Regions from separate parts of the Triticum aestivum genome. Here region 2 is linked to region 1. The links are chromatin contacts, called in public Hi-C maps. All regions are on one chromosome and are shown on one strand. The core of a region is the stretch at or near the end of the contact, and the rest is flanking DNA. Distances in the headings are between cores, read along the strand shown. Region 1 holds the start of LOC123115698 (zealexin A1 synthase). Region 2 holds the start of LOC123110451 (L-galactose dehydrogenase).

Region 1 (3,128 bases), core at 427-2,926:
TCCCAGTCGAAGTGGAAAAGGAGGCTAGCGAGCGCCAGCTCCATGTTGGCCATCCCGAGCGACATGCCGGGGCACATCCTCCGGCCGGCTCCGAAGGGGAGGAACTCGAAGTCGGCGCCCTTGAAATCCACGGTGCTGTTCTCGAACCTCTCCGGCCTGAATGCCTCGGCGTCGCCCCAGTACCTGTCGTCCCTCCCCATCGCCCACACGTTGACGAACACCTTGGTGCCCTTGGGCACGTCGTAGCCCATCACCCGGCACGTCTCGCGGCACTCGCGTGGGAGCAGGAGCGCCGCCGGCGGGTGCAGCCTCAGGGCCTCCTTGATCACCAGGTGGAGGTAGCCCAGCCTCACCTTGACGATGTCGTCCTCGGTCAGCTTGTCTTGCCCCTTGAAGGCCTCTCTCACCTCCGACTGCACCTTGTGGAGAACTCGTGGGTTTCTCATAAGCTCCGACATGGCCCATTCGAGCGTCGTCGACGATGTCTCGCTCCCAGCAGAAAAGATGTCCTGCAGTCAGCCAGTTACCACTCCACGCTATATGTACAACCGTACAAGGCACATATTTGGCTGCCAAGAAACTAAATGAAAATAGTATGCACTGATAGGTGTAAAATCAAATTGACACTGATCAACTGAGAATTTTCAAAGCCGTACTGTAAAGGGTGTCTGGGAGGATCTTACGAAGATGACGGTGCTGATGATCTCGGTGGTGAGTTCAAACTGCAGGCCGCCGTCCTTCTTCAGCCTGAGGAGGACGCCGAGCAGGTCCTCGTCTCTCTCCGGCACCTGCGCGCCGGCGCGTTCTTTTATGATGCTCTCCACGATGCGGTAGATGTTCCTCTGGCACCTGACCATGTCCCGCGCGGCGACGCTGAACCGGCGCACGAGCCGCGACGACGGGTACAGGTCAGCGAGATTGATCCCGCCGGTGAGCCGCACGGCCTCGTCTAGCTCGTGCAAGAACTCGTCGCGGTGGTGGCACCTCCCGCCGATGGCCGCGCGCACCACGGAGTCGTTGGTCATCCGGCACATCTTCTCGCTGAGGTTGACGGCTTGGCCGCCGCGGCACCCGTCGGACACTGCGCGCACGAGGCGAGCGACCTCGTCCTCCCGCGCAGGGCGGAAAGAGAGCACGCGGCGCTGGCTGAAGAGCTCGTGTACGCAGATCCTGCGGAGCTCGCGCCAGCGGTCGTTGTAGTGGGAGAAGAGGATGCCCTTGCCGCCGCAGCTGATGATGTCGAGCGTGGCGCTGAGGTGGCGGCTGGCGAAGGCGGCGTCGTGGGTCTTCATGACCTCCCTGGCGGCCTCGGCGGAGGAGACGACGAGCGTGGGCACGGCGCCGAGGCGGAGGAGCATGAGCGGGCCGTGGGCGCGGGAGAGGTCGCGCATGGCCCGGTGGGGCAGGCCCCCGGAGCGCGACAGCAGGAGGTGGTGCAGGCTGCCGATGAGCGGCAGCTGCCATGGGCCGGGTGGCAGCCGTTGCCCGCGGGTTGGCGATGCGTAGCGGTCGATGACCAGTTTGAGGATGAGCAGAACGAAGAAGAGGAAGAGTAGCGGCGAGAGCGCCGCGAAGTCCATCATTTTGCTCGAGGAGCCTGAGTGAGCTGCAGCTGATGAAGGCCCAACTTGCACATAGATATAAAAAGTATACGCCACTAGAGTGAAGAGATCTCGAAGCCGTCCTACGGGTAGCTGCTTATCGTCCCGCCGAAAACCTGTGCCTATAGCGGCGTGTTCACATTATTAAGGCCAGCTCGAACCGACCGACGCAAATGAACGTGGAAATTGTTTGTTTTTTTGCCTGTTTGGACCAGCTAGTGACATGGCGCCTTGTCCATTCAAATCAGGTCGATGTGTCCAACCGGCCGATCTATTTGATCCGTATGGTCAATTTTGTTAAATAAACATATTTTCCGTAAATAAATATAGAATTCATGGCCAGCTTCCGTAGTTTAAGGCAGCATAAGTGCCATTGGCCGACATACATGCTAACACACAAAAATTAGCCTTCTCGACCATATTTCATCCTGGCAGACTTGCCAACGGCTGGCATACGTGCCCGCACTCACAAAATCACCTCTCTCAGTGATAGTCCATGCATCTCGGCTGTAGTTCATGTGTCGACATACAAAATGATCACGTCTTGGCCATAGCCCATTCATCTATGTCGAGCATCTCCTTTTGCTTCTTCTCAGACCAAACCCTTTTCCTTGGGACACCTTGCTCAAGTCGGCCGTCATGATCTTCATTTTCTTCGAGATCCGTGTGAGCTTCACCTCCTTTGCTTTTGTGGGCATAACTTTTCTCGATCTCGAGCTTCTTCTTTGTATGTCAAAGAAGGTCTTCATTTGCTTCTCTTTCTCTTGGCGCTTCCTCTCCTCCCTCACTTCCTTTTGGGTCATGAACCCCCTTCAAAGTTTCTTGCAATGCGAGTATCGAAGCATCACGCTTGTCATCCAACTTGAAGTTGGTCCTCCCCTCCCCCTCGGTCGCTTCTCGCCATCACTTGGCTCAATGACCGCCGCTAGCTCCCCACCTTTCTTTTGTGCGGCATATTGCTCCTTAAACTTTGTACACTCACAAATCATCGTCCAACAATGGGTCAAGGTTAATGGCTTGTCCTCATGTTGGGTCCTGAAGGTCTCCAAAGATTGAAATGCCTCCACAAGAAGATGAAATCAACAATATACATTGATAGGAAATAAAGATGAAAGCATCAAACGCACATATGGACAAGGGGAAGGAATTCTATACCATGTCTTTGACGCCCATGCCACTCACGGGGCGGCTGGCGATGTTCTCTAGGGAGGCACACTAGTAGAAAAATGGCCATTTGTCCCGGTTCGTAAGGGCCTTTTGTCCTGGTTTAAGAACCGGGACTAAAAGGTCGGTACTAATGCCCTTGGCCTTTAGTCCCGGTTCTTACACGAACCGGGACAGATGGGCCTCCACGTGGCCGCTGCGGCCAGCCCAGACAGGGGGCCTTTGGTCCCGGTTGGTGACATAAACCGGGACCAAAAAGCATCCACGCGTCAGCAGCTGGCTGGAGCTGAGTTTTTTTTGAAAGGGGCTGGTTTAGGGGTTTTGGGGGTTAATTTAGGTTGTTATTAGCTAGCTAATAGAGAG
Region 2 (3,338 bases), core at 734-3,233, 210 kb after region 1:
GTATGGTTTCCCTAATCCCTGTTCTCTTCATCACTAATGTCCGATACCCTGCTACCGGTCTACCGCGCGCAACAACTCAAGTCATAGCTTGTGATAGAGGATTGGGTTCTGCTACGCAGATCCACTCGACGAGCAAAGAAGTATGTGTTGCTCATTGACTGTTTGAACTATCCTAGTTATTAGTAGCTAACCAAGTCAGAGTAGGGTGGCCAAGAAGCTTCTTGCCGATGCCCCCAGGCCCAGGGTGACGGCACCACCTCTCTGGCGACGCGTCGGTCCTCAAGCTCCATTATCTGTATCAGGCTGCATATTTTGGCAACGCAAGTGTATCTTTGGCGCCTTTTTACGGCATTGAAAAAAGGGGAAATGTCCAGCGTTAATGTTTGTATCGGTGTGCTCGGGAGCAAAGTGCTCAGTGCTGTCAGATACTCAGATTCCTTCAAGCCGAACCATGCGGTAGCACTTGTGATGCAGGGCTAGGATGGCGTGGCAGCGCCAGCACGCCATAATGTGTTAGGTGAAATTTTATTTTTGCCACTCTAGCTTTTCCTCATCTTCATTATGCCACTCTAGCTTTTGACATTTCACTTTTGCCACTCTTAGTTTTTGACAATCATCACAACTACCATTCCGTGGCAAAAGCAAAAGTTCCAGAGTGGCAATTGTGATGCATTGTCAAAAGCTATGAGTGGCAAAAGTGAAATAAAATTATTTTGCTTTCACCACGGAATGGCAATTGTGATACATTATCAAAGGCTACGAGTGGCAAAAGTGAAATGTCAAACTCTAGAGTGGCATAAGGAAAATTGGCAAAAGGTAGAGTGACAAAAACAAAAGATTCCCAATGTGTTATGCGTTAGTCGTTTTCTTCTAAAAATAGGATGGTACCAGTATCTTATATCTGGTTATTCTACCTACAATAGGTGATTTGTGAAGAAATAGCTTGTCCTGCAAATAGTCGGATGAAAACGAACACAAATCGTATTACAGCAATACCTTGAGTTCTTCTGGTGCAGGGTGCCACTCAGGTGGACCGTTATCCGTGAGAAGCCCCATAGCAAGGGGTGAAGCGCTGATCACCCCAACACCTTTGCTCTTCAAGTACGGTAGCAAATCCACCAGTGCGGTATCATTGATTCCGTAGTGGCAGTACGACAGAACCAAATCTACGGAGCCGGGAGGCACCCGGTCAAGCACGTAGGTGAAGATGCTCAACGGCAATCCAGTAATTCCAATGAACCGCGCCTTCCCACTCTCCTTGATCTTTTGCAGCGCAGGAATCGTCTCGTTCACAATCTGCAAACATCCAAACAGCAATACATGGTGTTACAGGATCAATCATGGGTTAGAGGTGGTAGAGGGAATTCGTCGAACAGGTGGTGGGCGGCGAGACCGACCTGGTCCAGGTTAGTGAACTCGATGTCATGGCAGTGAAGGATGTCGACGTAGTCGAGTCCCAGGCGCGCGAGGCTCTCGTCGATGCTGCGCGTGACACGGGCGGCGCTGAAGTCGAAGCCTTCCTTGTAGCGGCCGCACTTGGTGGCGACCACGAAGCTGTCGCGCGGGACGCCCGCGAAGCGGAGGCAGTCCCCGAGCACCGACTCCGACACCGTGCCGCCGTAGTACCTGCGAAGAACAGCGGCTCAGGCCCGCGGGAGGCGGGGGCGAAGGAAGGGGAGAGAGTGGCGGGGCGGGCGTTACGGGGATGTGTCGAAGAAGTTGATGCCGAGGTCGAGGGCGCGGCGGACGGTGGCGCGGGCGACGTCGCGGGGGACGTCGCCGAAGACGTTGCCGAGCGGGGAGGCGCCGAAGCCGACGGGGCTGACGCGGAGGCCCGTGCCGCCGAGGGTGCGGAGCTCCATTGCTCGGGTTGGTGTTGGTTGCGCCGAGCGGAGGTGGGTGGTCGTTGCCTTGCCTGCCTGGCTGATGGTCCAGCTCGTCGTGTCCTTGTCTTGTCTCGGCGGGGAATTTGCGGGAGAGATGGTGAGGCGGCCATACCTGGCCAAACGGGCCGGCCCATTATAACCGTGCCTGGCCCGGCACGGCCCGCCAGGGCACGATTACTATACGGGCCTGCCGTGCTGGCCCGCGTGCTGCGCCCCCAGGCCCAGGCACGGCCTAGTTAGTAAACGGGCCGGCACGTTGGCCCGTTTAGCACGGTGGGCCGCATATTTTCAGCCTATTATTTGACGCACCGAGCATTTTTAGCCTATTTTTACATATTGGGCCATATATAGATGTATAAAAAATAAAGAAAACTTAATCGGGCCGTGTCGTGTCGGCCCGCGTGCCTAGCCTCCAGGCCCAGGCACGGCCCAGGGCGTGCCGCGTGCCTGGCCCGGCCCGTTTAGCCCGTGTCGTGCCTGGCCCAAGGCGGGCCGTGCCGGCGTGCTCACGGGCCGGCTCGAAAAAACCGGCCCATTTGGCCAGCTATAGAGGCGGCCTCCACGCGCTATAGTTTTTTTCTTTTAAGCCGAACAGCGACTTTACAGCGTGTTTGGTTGCATTGATTTTGGCTCGGTTCAGCAGGTTGAATACCATTCTTCTGGACAGCGGAGGAGAAAGTAATGGAGGGAAGTGTCCTGGGATACAATCTGCAGACCTGTTTGCTCGGAGGGTCAGGCGTTAAAAACCTGCAGTTGCAAGCACTGACACTTCGAGTAAGGTAGGAATGGCTACGGAGAAGGCCGTGGCAGGATATGTGATGTAGGATAGAACCTTAGAGGCCGATCTTTCACGTTTGGAGCGGATCCCTACGAGGAACACGAAGAACACGAGGAGGGGAACGAGAGAAAAAACACGAGAAATCACTCAATCAACAAGAACAAAGTAACACATGTGCTAGATCATCGAGGCACGAGGTAATACAAGATCCAAATCCAACAAGAGACGATACAAAGGGTAACCGGTTCTTCTACGTGAGGAGGTCTTGATGGTCTTCTCCGAATGGAGTTCTTGAATCCAGGTGGATCTTCTCCGAAGAGGTGTCGGTCCCTCACGAGGAGTAGATCCGAATGGATGAGCGAGACTCTATCTCACAAATGAGCTAAATCAACGCTAACCCTAGCTAGGAGGTGGGAGAGGTCTATTTATAGTCATATTGCAAATGAGGGGCGAAGTGAAGGGGTACATGGGCATCGGCCCGCAACTGGGCGCGGCCAGGGGGCGAACGTCTAGTGGCTCGGGACGGCCCGGTCGTCCGTAGGTCTTCGGACGTCCGTAATTTGGCTTCTGTGGTCGACTGCACGGTCGTCCGGTCTTCCTCGGATTTCCATTAATTTGGTTCTGTTGGGGAAGTGTCGGCCGTCCGGAGGGGCTCGGTCGACCGGAGCCTGGGA

The links. Hi-C and Micro-C count contacts between places; a contact is called where the count stands out from the background.
Region 2: a contact with region 1 is called in a Hi-C map of leaf, with 7 times the contacts expected there. The contact joins the promoter of LOC123110451 here to the promoter of LOC123115698 in region 1. A contact is called at or near these places in 3 of 5 Hi-C or Micro-C datasets (all in leaf).

The regions. Positions count from the first base shown.
Region 1 is chr5B:68,340,085-68,343,212 of IWGSC CS RefSeq v2.1, forward strand. It overlaps LOC123115698 (zealexin A1 synthase), which reads right to left and starts at 1,677. Exons shown (of 2, transcript XM_044536804.1): 1 at 684-1,677; 2 at 1-509. The coding sequence starts at 1,583.
Region 2 is chr5B:68,545,485-68,548,822 of IWGSC CS RefSeq v2.1, forward strand. It overlaps LOC123110451 (L-galactose dehydrogenase), which reads right to left and starts at 1,984. Exons shown (of 5, transcript XM_044530966.1): 1 at 1,702-1,984; 2 at 1,398-1,626; 3 at 997-1,296. The coding sequence starts at 1,862.